2 separate regions of the Mus musculus genome follow, and region 1 is linked to region 2. Evidence: chromatin contacts called from public Hi-C data. All regions are on one chromosome and are shown on one strand. The core of a region is the stretch at or near the end of the contact, and the rest is flanking DNA. Distances in the headings are between cores, read along the strand shown.

The links. Hi-C and Micro-C count contacts between places; a contact is called where the count stands out from the background.
Region 1: a Hi-C map of embryonic fibroblasts shows a contact between it and region 2, with 3 times the contacts expected there. The contact joins the enhancer-like site here to the promoter of Plxdc2 in region 2. A contact is called at or near these places in 1 of 39 promoter capture datasets (the 3T3-L1 cell line), 1 of 15 datasets of contacts at CTCF or cohesin (the NIH/3T3 cell line), 30 of 484 Hi-C or Micro-C datasets (the G1E-ER4 cell line, the Patski cell line, Sertoli cells and 15 more), 4 of 115 datasets of contacts at active chromatin or transcription factors (embryonic stem cells, kidney, microglia and 1 more) and 1 of 9 other capture datasets (adipose tissue).

The regions. Positions count from the first base shown.
Region 1 is chr2:16,447,554-16,453,941 of GRCm38.p6, reverse strand. The region is part of intron 1 of Plxdc2 (plexin domain containing 2); the gene reads right to left. Among named protein-coding and RNA genes, the nearest start is that of Plxdc2, 94 kb to the right of the region's middle. Within about 2 kb of position 2,406, at least 72 of the 459 cell types and tissues checked have an H3K27ac peak or open chromatin away from gene starts, as enhancers often do. A contact at or near this core is called in adipose tissue, adipose-derived mesenchymal stem cells, astrocytes and 6 more, where this site is marked.
Region 2 is chr2:16,353,719-16,360,115 of GRCm38.p6, reverse strand. Plxdc2 (plexin domain containing 2) reads right to left here and starts at 3,812. Exons shown (of 14, transcript NM_026162.6): 1 at 2,879-3,812. The coding sequence starts at 2,990.

The sequences.
Region 1 (6,388 bases), core at 1,157-3,656, 95 kb before region 2:
GGCAGACTTTCCTGCAGGACCTGCTGGCTCACCGTGGCACTTTGATGTTAAATAGAGCTTGCTGGTGTCACCTCCTGAGCTTAAGTGAGTTAGCAGTGTTGGTGGCAGCAGGGCCACAGACGTATTTACACAGCCACCACTTGCAGACCTTTAACTCTGCCCCTGATTTTGAATCCATTTTCTGTCAACTTCTGAAAAGGCATGGAGAGGTAGGAAATACAAAGGCATGGTCATCAGAAGAAGCCATTATTGTATCTCTGCGGGGTGACAATAAAGCATAGCCCAGCATATATTTTCTGCCACCTAAAGCGTAAAGCAAAGCTGAAATCATGAGCTTCGACCCTTCACTGCATCACAGGCAAACACATGGGTACCAATATAATTTTTTAAAAAGTAAATACAGAAACCAGTGGCAGGGGAGCTGACTTAGCACTTTGAAAAAAAAATATTTTATTTATTTCCAGTCCAGTGGCTGCTGCCCTGTCATTCTGCCCTCTCACAGCTCCTCATCCCTTCCTCCTCAGGCTTGCCTGAGGGGTGCTCCCTTCCCACCAGGCCTCCCCTTTCTCTGCAGCCTCAAGTCTCTCAAGGACTAAGCACATCTTCTCCCACTGAGGCCTGATCAGGCCAACCTCTGCTACATATTTGCCAAGGGCCACAAACAAGCCCCTGTATGCTCCTGGTTGGTGGATCAGTCTCAGAGAGCTCCCTGGGGTCTAGGTTAGTCGAGACTGCTGGTCTCCCTATAGGGGTCTCCATTTCAGCTTCTTTAATCCTTCCCCTAATTCAACAATAGGGATCCGGGATTTCAGTCCAATGGTTGGGTGTAAGTGAGCCACTGGTAGGGTCTCTCATGAGGGCCATGTTAGGCTCCTGTATGTAAGTATGTCATAGCAATGGGCTCACAGGACACTTACTACAGAAACAAACCAAGCACTCAAGGAATGACCCAAAAGAGTAGACACTGTTCTGAGCGACACACGTTAGGTTAGAGGGCTTAGCTCATGGAATATGGGGATTTTCTTGAGGGAGCCTTTACATATTCATTCGGGAAAGCAATTCACTGAACACAGATCCCTGAGTATGCTTGGCTAAGCAGTACATTCCTGAGCGTGCTCAGCCTAGGGTCATAATGTAAAAAGGAAGGAAAGTGTATTTAGAGACATGTTTAACCCAAGGTCATTGAGCACTGATTTTAAGATTTAACAAGGTGAACAGGAATGACTCTGAATAAGGACAGCTTACAATATAACGTATTATGTGAATATTAAAAATGGACAGTTCACTTAAATATTAATTAGAAATTTGTTATGAATGATATATACCTTCTTTAGCAGCATATAAAACAGATAATAGAATCTTATCTGTGCCATTAAATGAAATTATTCTATTTGATATACACAAATAATAATTATGCCAAGCCCTCAGGATAGCATAGCTACAAAGAAACAGTATATAAATTCTTTGATACTTTTATGCTTCTACAACTCTGCCAAAAACACTGAGTTGCAGATAGATGCATTAATGTTTTGACAAAATCATCTAGGCAGGGCTGGAGAAGTCACACGGAAGTCAATAGCACCTTTTATTTTTTTCTAGAGAACCAATGTTCAATTCCCTGCACCCACATGATGGATCAAAACCAGCTGTAAAATCATTCCTGGGGTATCTGGTGCCCTCTGCTGGCCTCCATGGGAATTGCATGTGCATAATGTGCTGACATACAGGCAGGTAAAACCACCCCGAAATAGGATAAAATGAATTTTTTTGTTTTGTCTTTTTGTTTGTTTGTTTGTTTGTTTTCCGAGATAGGGTTTCTCTGTATAGCCCTGGCTATCCTGGAACTCACTTTGTAGACCAGGTTGGCCTCGAACTCAGAAATCCACCTGCCTCTGCCTCCCAAGTGCTGGGATTAAAGGCATGCGCCACCACTGCCCGGCGGATAAAATGAATATTAAAATAGCTTAGATAGACATTATCCTGTGTAAGACTTTTCTGATAGTGCATCTAAGAGGATTTCTTAGTCTTATATGATATTTGGGGGTAGACTCTTACTGAGAGTAATCAGCTCAGAAATACATAAATCATGGTCCTCCGCAGCAGAGCTAGTGCTCAACAGCACGCTTTCTTCTGACTACTGACAATCTGCAGCTTCCTGCTCTTAAACAAGAAAAGACTGAACAACTTAGAAAACAACTCAAGGGATTTTCCATACATAAGCCAGAGCATTTGGGATAAGTTGAGAATAAACAATATAGACAGACACAAGATTTCCTTTGAAACCCTGCCTGCCTCAAAAACAAAAGAGTTGAGAAGAGCTTTGCGCTGGAGAGGCTGAAGTCCAGTTGTTTTTTTCAAGCCTCAAGTATGTGAAACACTATGTCTGTTAATAAGGAAATGGTTCCATGAGTCAAGGTCTGAGCTCTCATGGCCTTGAAGCCAGGCCAAGCTGGGAAATTCTGGCACTTTGGATCAACTTTAGGAGCTTTAAAAACATGTTTTAGTTTTTGAATCACTGAGCTGTATTTTATTACAAAATCCCTAAGCGAGGGAGGTACATGCTCAGACATCCCTGAGCAAGGCGCCAATTGTTTACTCTCTGTTCTTGAATGTGTCCATCCAACAAAATTAAGACATCAAGTCCATGTGGTATGATCCATTCAAAACTTTATTAGCAGAAAACACAAACACTGTCGGTCACAAGAGGGGCCGCCTCCGACCACTTCTTCACAGGTGGAGTCCAGGAAGCTCAAATCTAATTGAATGAGGGCTCACAAAGGGAGTTTGCTTCTAATAAACCTTCCCCCTCAGATCCCCAGCACCAGGGCTTGAACAAACAGCAAGTAAATAAAACTATCACTGAAGTGTGTCTAATTGCCTCTATCCCAACACATACATAACTCCGCCCTACTGGAACAGCCCCATAAAGGATAAGTTATGACAAGCTTTTAAACACACTGGCAAACTGTCCCTCAATTCACAGTGAGGCAGCATTAGTTTAGCTCCAGGGACTCTGCTAGCCTGCAGAGTGTCTTTGTGTAAATTAGAATCAGATGTCCTCTGGGTGGGATTTTTACATGCATTGTTGGGACTGCTCCTAGGGCACTGTGCTTGGCACATGGAATGCTGACTGGATTTTAGCTTCTTTCCTTCATTGGCTAGCTGCAGCTTTTTACTGGAAATAGCCCACATTGGCAGTCCTGAGCCAATTCCACTGAAGCTTTTAATGATGGAACACAATCTTAAGAAAAAAAAAAAATCCTTAAGAAGAATGGAGACTCCAAAGAAAGAAAATATAGCTAACAGTGAAGTCCAATGGCAGTGCTTGGTTTTGTGACAAAGCACATCAGACCAGACACTCTGTGAAAGGAAGGGACATCTTTTGTAAATTCTTTTCAGATATATAAATCTAAACCTTCATGTTCCAGAAGAAGAGAGGGACTCATTTTTTAATGATGAGGAAGGTGGCCAACAGAGTAGAAACTGACCTTCTGAACTATATAACTATTCATAGTCTATACTTTGTTAAATGTTCCATTAGTATCTTATGATCATTTTTTTCTATGACATTTAATAATATAATTTTCACAAAGTATCACATCTGAAATTATATTTTTCAATGAATGTCAAAATGTAGACCTCATACATATGTAAGTAAGGCAAATATTCACTGCAATGAAAATAAAAATTAATACATGAGAGTTAGCTACTTTGAACCATTAAGCACTAAAATCTTGTGTTCTAGAAGAGATTTCAAAGGTCAGAACATAGTCCAATGCCTGCAGGGACTTGGAAAATGCCATTAATAAGCATAGAGTGCCATTTGTAAGGAAACCAAGATACTAGCCAGCCATGGATAACCACTGAAGTTAGGCCTCAGTGTCGGTAAAGAATGAAAGTAGAGACAAGAAGAAATGTTGTCTTATTTGAAAGTAAGGATGTTAGGAACTAGGATGAAGCCCACAGCAACGAGATAGCAATGCCAACACTAGTGTGCACTTGAAGTATATGGAGATGCTATAAGATGTGTTTGAATGTCGCTGTGTGTAAAGAGGTCATACATTAATCCCAAGAGTATCTGAAATTACTGCGTGTAAGAAACCTCTGACTTCAAACAAGGCCTTTCTAGTATTAGGATGGAGCTGACGTGCCTTTATTTAGCATTCTTAAGACTACTGCGGCACTCACCCCAGGAGTATGTTATTTAGAATGGCATTCTTGAGCGTTTTAATATGCAGTAACCATACTTCAAGTTTCAATACTGACAGGAAGGAGAGAAAGACAAAACAACCAAGTCTTATGATGCAAAACCAGTATAATCAGACTCAGGTATATATCAAACAGATGACATGTGAAACCTATCATCCTTTAAAAATGACTCATGGAGCATGCCTTTAATCCCAGCACTTGGGAGGCAAAGGCAGGCGGATTTCTGAGTTTGAGGGCCAGCCTGGTCTACAAAGTGAATTCCAGGGCAGCCAGAGCTATACAGAGAAATCCTGTCTCGAAAAAAAAAAAAAAAAAAAAAAAAAAAAAACAAAAGACTCATGGAGAAAACACATACTACTTTCTTTGTCTGTTCTCTGAATTCCTTTTGTTTCTTGTTTATTAGTTGAGTAGATTAATATTCAGCCCAATTTGTTAATTGTTTCCCTTAAAGCAATAGACTATTAATTATAGTCACTGTTATTAGCCAGTTCTAATTCTCCCAAACAGCAGATGTTTTTAAAACAGGCTCACGGTGAGAGTGTCAGTTTAAAATATTCTCTGTCAGCAAGCTGCATTCTTTTAGCAAGTGCCTACATGCAAGATAATGTCCTTTCTTAATAAGGGTTTTGTGCAAATGAAAATGAGCAGAACACTCTAAGTGTAAAAGCTATGCCAATTAATGCCAAAGTGTCTCCTTAGATGGACTTTCATTTCCACTGTTCGGATAAGAATTTTATATACTACATTGATTAAAAAAAGAGTTTTCAAAGGACACTGTTACAAGTAATTAGGATCCTTTATATAGTTATGCTTGATGTCTTTTTTTAGCTTGTATATACACTGAATGATGCAAATAACATTATATTTAATAATGGGCCACTTTAGTATTTTAAGTTTACACTAGTAACATGAAATTTTTCATTTGCTGTCCCAATGCATCAAATGCATTTCATAGCTGACCAGATTGTCCCTAGAGAAGCATCTCACAGAATGTCCAGACACTGTGAAGCACATCCAACTTGATACAATAAAGCCTCTGTACTCCCAAATGCTACGGCATCCTGTGGACATGGCTTTGCTTCTTCACTATGTCACAGTGGCCGTTAGCTTGTGTTCTGCCACTAAGAGCACCACCAATCTTATATATGTCCTTTCAGGAAATATTTGTTTTTTTAAAGAAGATGTTTTAATGATCCACTTACTCCATAAGTACACTATCTTCAGAAGCCTGATTCTAACACTATAGTACAGGAAAGCATCAACTATTTTTATGAATTCTCTTACATGATCCAGGCCAAGCCTCTGTCTCCTGTTTTAAAACTTCTGGTAGCTCAAAGCTTTCTTCAATTAAAAAATAAGCATCATCAATTTGCTCAGTTTGTATTTGATTTATTGATGGCAAAAAAAAAAAAAACTAGTCTATTCAATATTCCTTTTGCTCATTCCTGTTTGCCCTCAGTTTGGTGGTCTTCCTTCTGAATCCCACAGAGAATGTGGTGACTTTAAACTCTACCTACTCGTGAGCCTTTCATCACTCAGGCTGAGGACAAGATCCACCTGCACTTGTTGTTTCCCAACTATTGCTTCAGAGGCAATTAGAATTCCGGGCTCTGCCACAAGCTAGCTATGTTTCGTAAAACATGGGGCTCTTAATCTCTCATAGCCTGATCTGCCTTGAAAAAAGGATCGTTGCTTCATGCAGATTCTCTAAATCCAGCAATAGAACTGCTTCACCCTTCTAAAAATAAAAGTTGTAGCAGTAGTAGTAGTAGTAGTAGTAGTAGTAGCAGCAGCAGCAGCAGCAGCAGCAGTAGAAAATGATAATAGACAGCATCTATCTTAGGAAGAGGCTCAGGTTAACCAACAGCTAAACTGGAGGATGAGAATTTAATTTCTCCATCTAAAGGCACTGATGTTATCACTGTATTGGACATCTGCAATTGGAAAGGAGGAAAGAAACACTTTATTTAGACCATTTATGGCCAGAGAGAAGCACAGGGTACTTGCCATCAGTCACCAGCACAGGGGACAATGAACTGTGCAGAACCGGCTCCTGCTTTACCGTGGTGGTCACAAGCAGAGCAGGGAGGGAGGCTGAGCTTTTCCGTTGCTCTCCCTGCTTCTACTTTATGTGCTATTCAGGAGCAGCTGAAGCAGAATGTAAGCATTTAATTTATCA
Region 2 (6,397 bases), core at 2,563-5,062:
CATATTCTCAAGGATGAGGAATAGTAACATCCATTCCTTATGTATGGACAACTTATGTATGTATGATACAATTACAATAGCTTAAACGATGATGTTTATTATGTAATAATAGTTATAAGCCTCTATGCAGGCATCCAAGGACGAAAATCCTACTCTAGACCATGTTTCTGTAGCAATATAACTTACGCAAACTCAAGCTACAAAAATCTTTCTCAATTTTATGTTAAGTATCTTATGGAAAGTTGTGAGTCATTGCTAGAGAAGAACAATTAACCCGCAGATGCAATAATCTGACCCACACTTGCTTTACAGGAAACACTCATGTGGATTATCTCTATGTTATAAATTTTTGTTATAGATACTGATGCTAACAGAAACTTCAGCCACAGGAAATCAACAGGAATATTGCTAACTAAGCTGGCCCACTTCACTGGAAAGGAAGCACAAAAAATATCCAAGCAGAGAAAAACACAGTGAAAACAACAAGAAAATGACAGATTAAATATGAACTACATGTCCCTAGAACACAAAAACATTAGAAACAGGAACAGAGGAAATTAGTGGTTTCTCTGCCCTCTGGTGGCAATAAAACCAACCACAGCATTAGAAAAGTAAAAAGCACAACAAACAAATCTGTTATGAAATCAGATGTTTGCCCTTTGCCAAAATGCCCGTGGTAAAAAAATAAAACCCTGATTGTCGCATGCTACCTTTCACCTTCTGAAGTAGTTTCAGGATATTTAATTTTCAGATAAGTCATCTTACAGTGGAAAATAGAGTGTTTTCTTTTTTTTTTTTTTCTTCTGTGTTACCTTTCTGTGTTATATATTCAGTAGGTTAAAATCCCCGAATTCCGAGATAATTTCATAAAACTTCATGCGGAGTGTTGTTTGATTTATAGTTAATTCCCCGTCCCCAATCCTGTGAGCACAATGTTTCTAAGAGGTCCACCAGAAATAGTGAATTAGTTTAAAATGCTGGTGTATTTATGTTATCAACAAAGGCATGCCATACTCCCCAAAGCCAAAGCTTTCCACCAGCTGGTCTGCTCTGTGTGCAATGAATTTCATCCTCAGGTTTGCCTTAGAATAGCAAACTTAACATGGGTGCCAGTATATTATATACTCAGTAGTTAAATGAAAATTCCTAGTCTCTCTTTTATGTAGTTTTGCTGTAAATATATTATTTGCTTCCAGTACCAAAGAAGTTTTTAAACAAACAACTCAGGATGAATGTCCCCTCCTTTTTTGCAAAATTGCTTTGCATATTCATTTACTCCAAATAAGCTTATGGAGATGACTACTGCATCTTTTAAAGTGTTGCTTTCTGAAGAAAGTAAAACTGTTATTTTTTTCAGCCAATGCAATGTGCCAAGAAAATAAACAGAAATATGGTGTGCTAATATAAATTATAAATAGCCAAGAACTTATGTTCATTGATGAGGATGACCAGAGGTGACAAAAAAAATCCAAGAATTTTAATCTCAGCTTTTATCCTGTGGTCTTCATGTGCTGGTCCCCAGCACACACACACACACACACACACACACACACACACACACACACACACACACTTAAATAGGAGCCAGCCTTAAATAGGAGCACCAAGAAAGTAATTTTTTTCCTCTCTTAAAATTTGCAACTCAGGTACACGCATGACTTGGATTATCCTATTTGTCTCAAGATGGTAACATTTTATTCAAGGTTTTTGTAAACTCTTATTCTCACCTGGAGTCCCCAGGTGTACCTCCCGGACTTCTTTCTGTGACTCCTTGAAGGCTGACAGCTGGGTATACATGCATACTTTCTGAAGAACCATTTACCAGTCTTTCTTGAATTAAACAAAGAGGTGTACAGAGCAAAACAGAACCAAAGTGATTGTCCTAACCAGGAAGTTTTCCTTTCTTTTTCTCTTCAAGTGCTCTTTGCTCTCACTCCTGCTGGGAGTCTACAAGAGTTCACAGATTCCTGCCCCAGTGTTTCACTGACCTGCCTGTTCATTTCTTTGCTGAAGGGCAGAGATGGGGAGCAATCTGTGGGGTCACAGTGGAATGAGTGGTCTTGGGAGAAAGCTGGATTAGCCAGTCCCTGCTCAGTAGGAGGACACTTCACTACCACACACCTAACCAGACAGATCACCAGGGCACAGGGTGCGGCCAATTGCAAGTATCTGGAGGCCCTTCTCCTCCAGGGACAGTGTCAAGAAACCCTGAGGAACTGCTGGCATGTTGGGGCCTGTCTGTGAAACAGACAGGCAGAGGACAATGGGGCCAGGGCTTGTCCTCATAGGCACGACTGGTCCCCATCTTCTCCACCTCTTCTCTATCCCTGAACCCCGCTGCTTCTACTGCATCCACTTAGTAACCCCACAATGAGAAAACTAGTGAGGATAGCCTGAAGGAGGGATGTGCAGACACAAGGCGTTTTCCCTTGGCACGGGGCGACCTGCCATCCCTGACTGTCATCAGATTGTTCATCCATCCATCCCTTCCGCGGCGCACAGGGAAGAGCCTCTGAGCTCCAAGGGATGAGAATCCAGAGGGGAAACAACCTGATGTAACCAAGATTCAGAGAGGTATCCGCAGCAGCAGGCTCTCTCACACCCCGACCTCTTTGGGCTACTTGGGGTTAGGCAGGACCACCCCCTGGCGCCCAGGTGGAGTAAGCATCATAGCTTCAGGGAAGTCCTGGTTTCCCACACCTTTTGATCAAGCAAACCTCTTTCCCCATTCGAGAAACTCAAGTTTCCCAGAAAAACAACTAGGATAAGTTTCCCAAGGGCAGATACTTTGGGTGGGTGTGAGATGAGGATGGAGGTTCGAAGACACCGGAAGGATCTTCAGCCACACACAAAAACAATTGAGAAAAGTACTTCTTACCATTGGTATGGTGTCCAGGCTCCCCGTGGGCGAACTGGAACCGGTCTGTTAAAAAGTGACAAAGTAACATAACTCCTGCTGCGGCCAGGTCGGCCCTCCGGAACCTTGCCATGCCGCTGCCGCGACCTCTCTCCCCTGCCCAACGAATTTTTTCTTGAGACCCTGGGCTCCGGGGTTATCCCTGGGGATGGGGCGACACGGCCGAGCTCTGCTGGTGAGTCTTGGGTGGGATCCGGAGGCCTCTGACAGTTTCGCTAGGATTTCACTCCGGGTAACAGAAGTGAAGGAGAGACAGCTGAACCCTCTCCGAACTTCGGGAGCTCTCACTGCAACTTGTCACCCTCGCAGCCCCCAACTGAGACACAATCAACCAAGTGAGGGGAGGAAAGGTCACTTGCAGTAGGGTCGGCAAACTCCCGGGTCCTCTCAGGCAGCGCCACCCGGGCGCCCACAGACGGTGACTTCCGAGCGCCCGCGACGCGCTCCACTGGGTTCAAAACAGATCTAATTCCACTGGCTGCGCCGGTGCTGTTCCAGATTCAAGAGGGCGCTGAGCACCGGAGGAACTTTCCCAGACTTAGGTCTGGCCCCGGCGGGTGGTTGGTGTTCCCGAGAGAAGGAGGTTAGTGGAGGCTGGAGAAACCCCTCTGACAAGTTTTTCTTCTTTGCTTCGCCCAAGGCTGAGCGCGCGTCCTCGCCCGCAGCCGGAGGGATGGGCAGCTCCGGAGAGTAGAGCCGGGAATGCACCAGCTGCTGTGAGCAGAAGAGAGGTGGGGGTGTTTTTTAAAGAAAAAGAAAAACGGGAAAGTGAGGTTGCAGCCTGGTAAGAGAGCCCCTCCGGGCTAGGCAGGAGGTGGCTCCGAACGCCGCGGAGCCCCAGGAGTTTGGTGGCGGAGGCGCCGCCGCGCTCCCCCGCGCTCCAGCTCTACACTTTGGGGAGGGAAGGCGGCTTGCCATTTGCTAGATCTACCGCTGAACCCTCCTCTCTTCCCTCCGCCCTCCTCCCTCCCCTTCTCTCCTCCAGGCTTCTCCCACCTTCCTCCCAAAACCCGCAGCCAGCACCAACCTGTCCATTGGCTGAGCTTTTCTCGGGGGAGAGGGGGCGCCAGAAAAGTCTCCCACAGATGAAGCCCGAGAAGACTGGCTGGGGAAAGCCAGAGGACCATTGCGGCCCCAAACACCCGAGGACTGGTGCGAGTGGGGCGGTGGCAGATTCTAGTCTCCCGGACGCCATCCGCCCACCCGGTTCATGACCTTTGCAGAGGAACCGATGCCGCCTGCACCCTCCAGGCTTCCGTGGCTTTTGGGTGTCAGCCTGCGGGTAGAGAGGGATGAGGCCCCCCAGGGAGCGCCCACTATCTTCTGATTTCCGCCTGGGCACTAAAGGGTTAATAGTATTTCATCCCTCACTGAGGGCTGGTCTGGCAACCGTTGGGTGGCGGGGGAGCAAACCTGAGTCGCTAGGGTTACTGACATCCCCCAACTCCCAGCCCCCATCCCATCAAAAGCCCCTCCTACCCCAGACCCGCACAGAGGGAGGTGGAGGTGGCTCTGGGCTGCAGGGTCCTGAGGCCGCCACCGCGGTTTGGTAAAGTGTCAGAAGGAGGGAAAGGGAGAGTTTAAAGAAACAGGAAGCCCATTGAATTTCCTATAGGGGGTTTAAAGGGTTTTTGCTTGCTAGTTTGTTTTTGTTTTTTCAGCTTGAGGGTCTGCTTCAGCATTAACCCTTTCCAGGCCCCTTATCCGCTTACATTTAATTTAATTTAATTTGCATACACTTAGCCATCTTTTAATGGGGCTAAATAGAAAGCAAAGAGACAATGCATCCTTGGTGAAAAATACATGTTCTGGAGCACTGCCTGGGCTAGTACTTCAATTTTTTTTCCACAAGGAGCAATTTATTTAAGCTTTAAGCCTCAGGTCTCCAGGCATCAAATCAGGAAGATTTTATACTGAAGTTCATAGAAGGTCCTAGAAAGGAGGATTAGCCAAGTGAACTTAATTTTTTAAATCATCTGCTAGCCTGAAGAGAAATGCTCTTTCTTGAAGACAAAGGGAGAGCTAATTTAAACACATTCGAAAGTGTTCTGGGTTCAGCCGATGCTGTAGCTTGTTACTGTCTTGGCCTTGCCATGCTTTGAAGAATGCATGCATGTATGCTTTGAATCCATCTCAACATCTAGCAAAACCCACTGGAAGTGGGCCAAGATTACTGCAAAATTCGATACAGAAATTTTTGCCTTTCCACTGAAAACATTAACAAGCCTGTTTTCTCTAAAATAAGACTCGTTTCTCTATTTTGGGATATTTGTGAAGGTTTAAATACTCCATGCTTACACCTTTTATTATTCCAAGATGCTTGATAAATCCTGAGCTTTCTTCTGAGTGGTTGATGTCCTCTTGCCAACCAGACTTAAGACTGTAATTCTCTTATTTTTGCTCTACCAAGAGTGTTTTAAATCCTCAATTACATCTCAATCTGTGTATCTAGAGTATTTACATCAAGTTTAAAAGAGTGGTTTCCTAATGAAAAATTAATGGGACAGTCATCGATGTTGAGTTTTCCTTCTGCACTTTGAATGGCTGACACCGGTTGTGGATAGACTACTAATTATATTTGATATTAATTCTGTTCTCCCTTGAGTGGTTGTGAACAAGGAATGAGCACTCAGGTGACTTCCTGTAAACCTGCTTCCCACCTTAATTTGTAAAATAAAGAAGAGCTGATGATTAGGCAGATAAAAGGAAAGGTGGAGCAGGAGAGAGAGAGAGAGAGAGAGAGAGAGAGAGAGAGAGAGAGAGAGAGAGAGAGAGAGAGAGAGAGAGAGGAGAAAGTAGAAAAGGGAGAGGATGCAGAGGAGGAGGAAAAAGAAGAAAATTGGAGCAAAAGCACATCACCTGGAGAAACCTAAAGTTCTAAGGGGTCTCATAAACTGTGGAAGATGGTAGGATAACGGTAGACCTGCCCAATCTAGGCACAATCATGTGTTCATATTAATTGAGTCGTGTTTTCACTGCCGGGGGCTTATTTGGGATGGAGATTTACCTGCCAGAATCACTACCACCAACAAAACAAAACAAAGCAAACAAACAAACAAAACCAAACAAACAAAAAACAGGTCAGAGGCTATAGCAGAAACCCAGGCAGAGAACTTCCTGGGCCCTTTATCCAAATCCAGTTCTCATAAAGTCCACAACAGTAGGAACCAAACAATGATCAAAACAAGTTAGGTCTTAGGTCCCCTATTTGTACAGTAGGAAAAAAACAACACAAAACAAAAGCCCATTTCCTCTTGGAGAAGACACAAGTCACCATCTCCTCTCTCATTCTCACCCCTTTTTCTTATTGTTTATGGAAATTAGTAGTATTTATTTTGTTATTGTTTGCTATCCTTGGCTGTGCTTTGCCCTCTTGATGACAGCTATAAATATACTTTTGTCAGTGAAAATTGGTTGCTACAAACTGAAAGTCTAACAAATGGCAATTTAGAAGTAATTTGGTCAATATGAATCCATTGG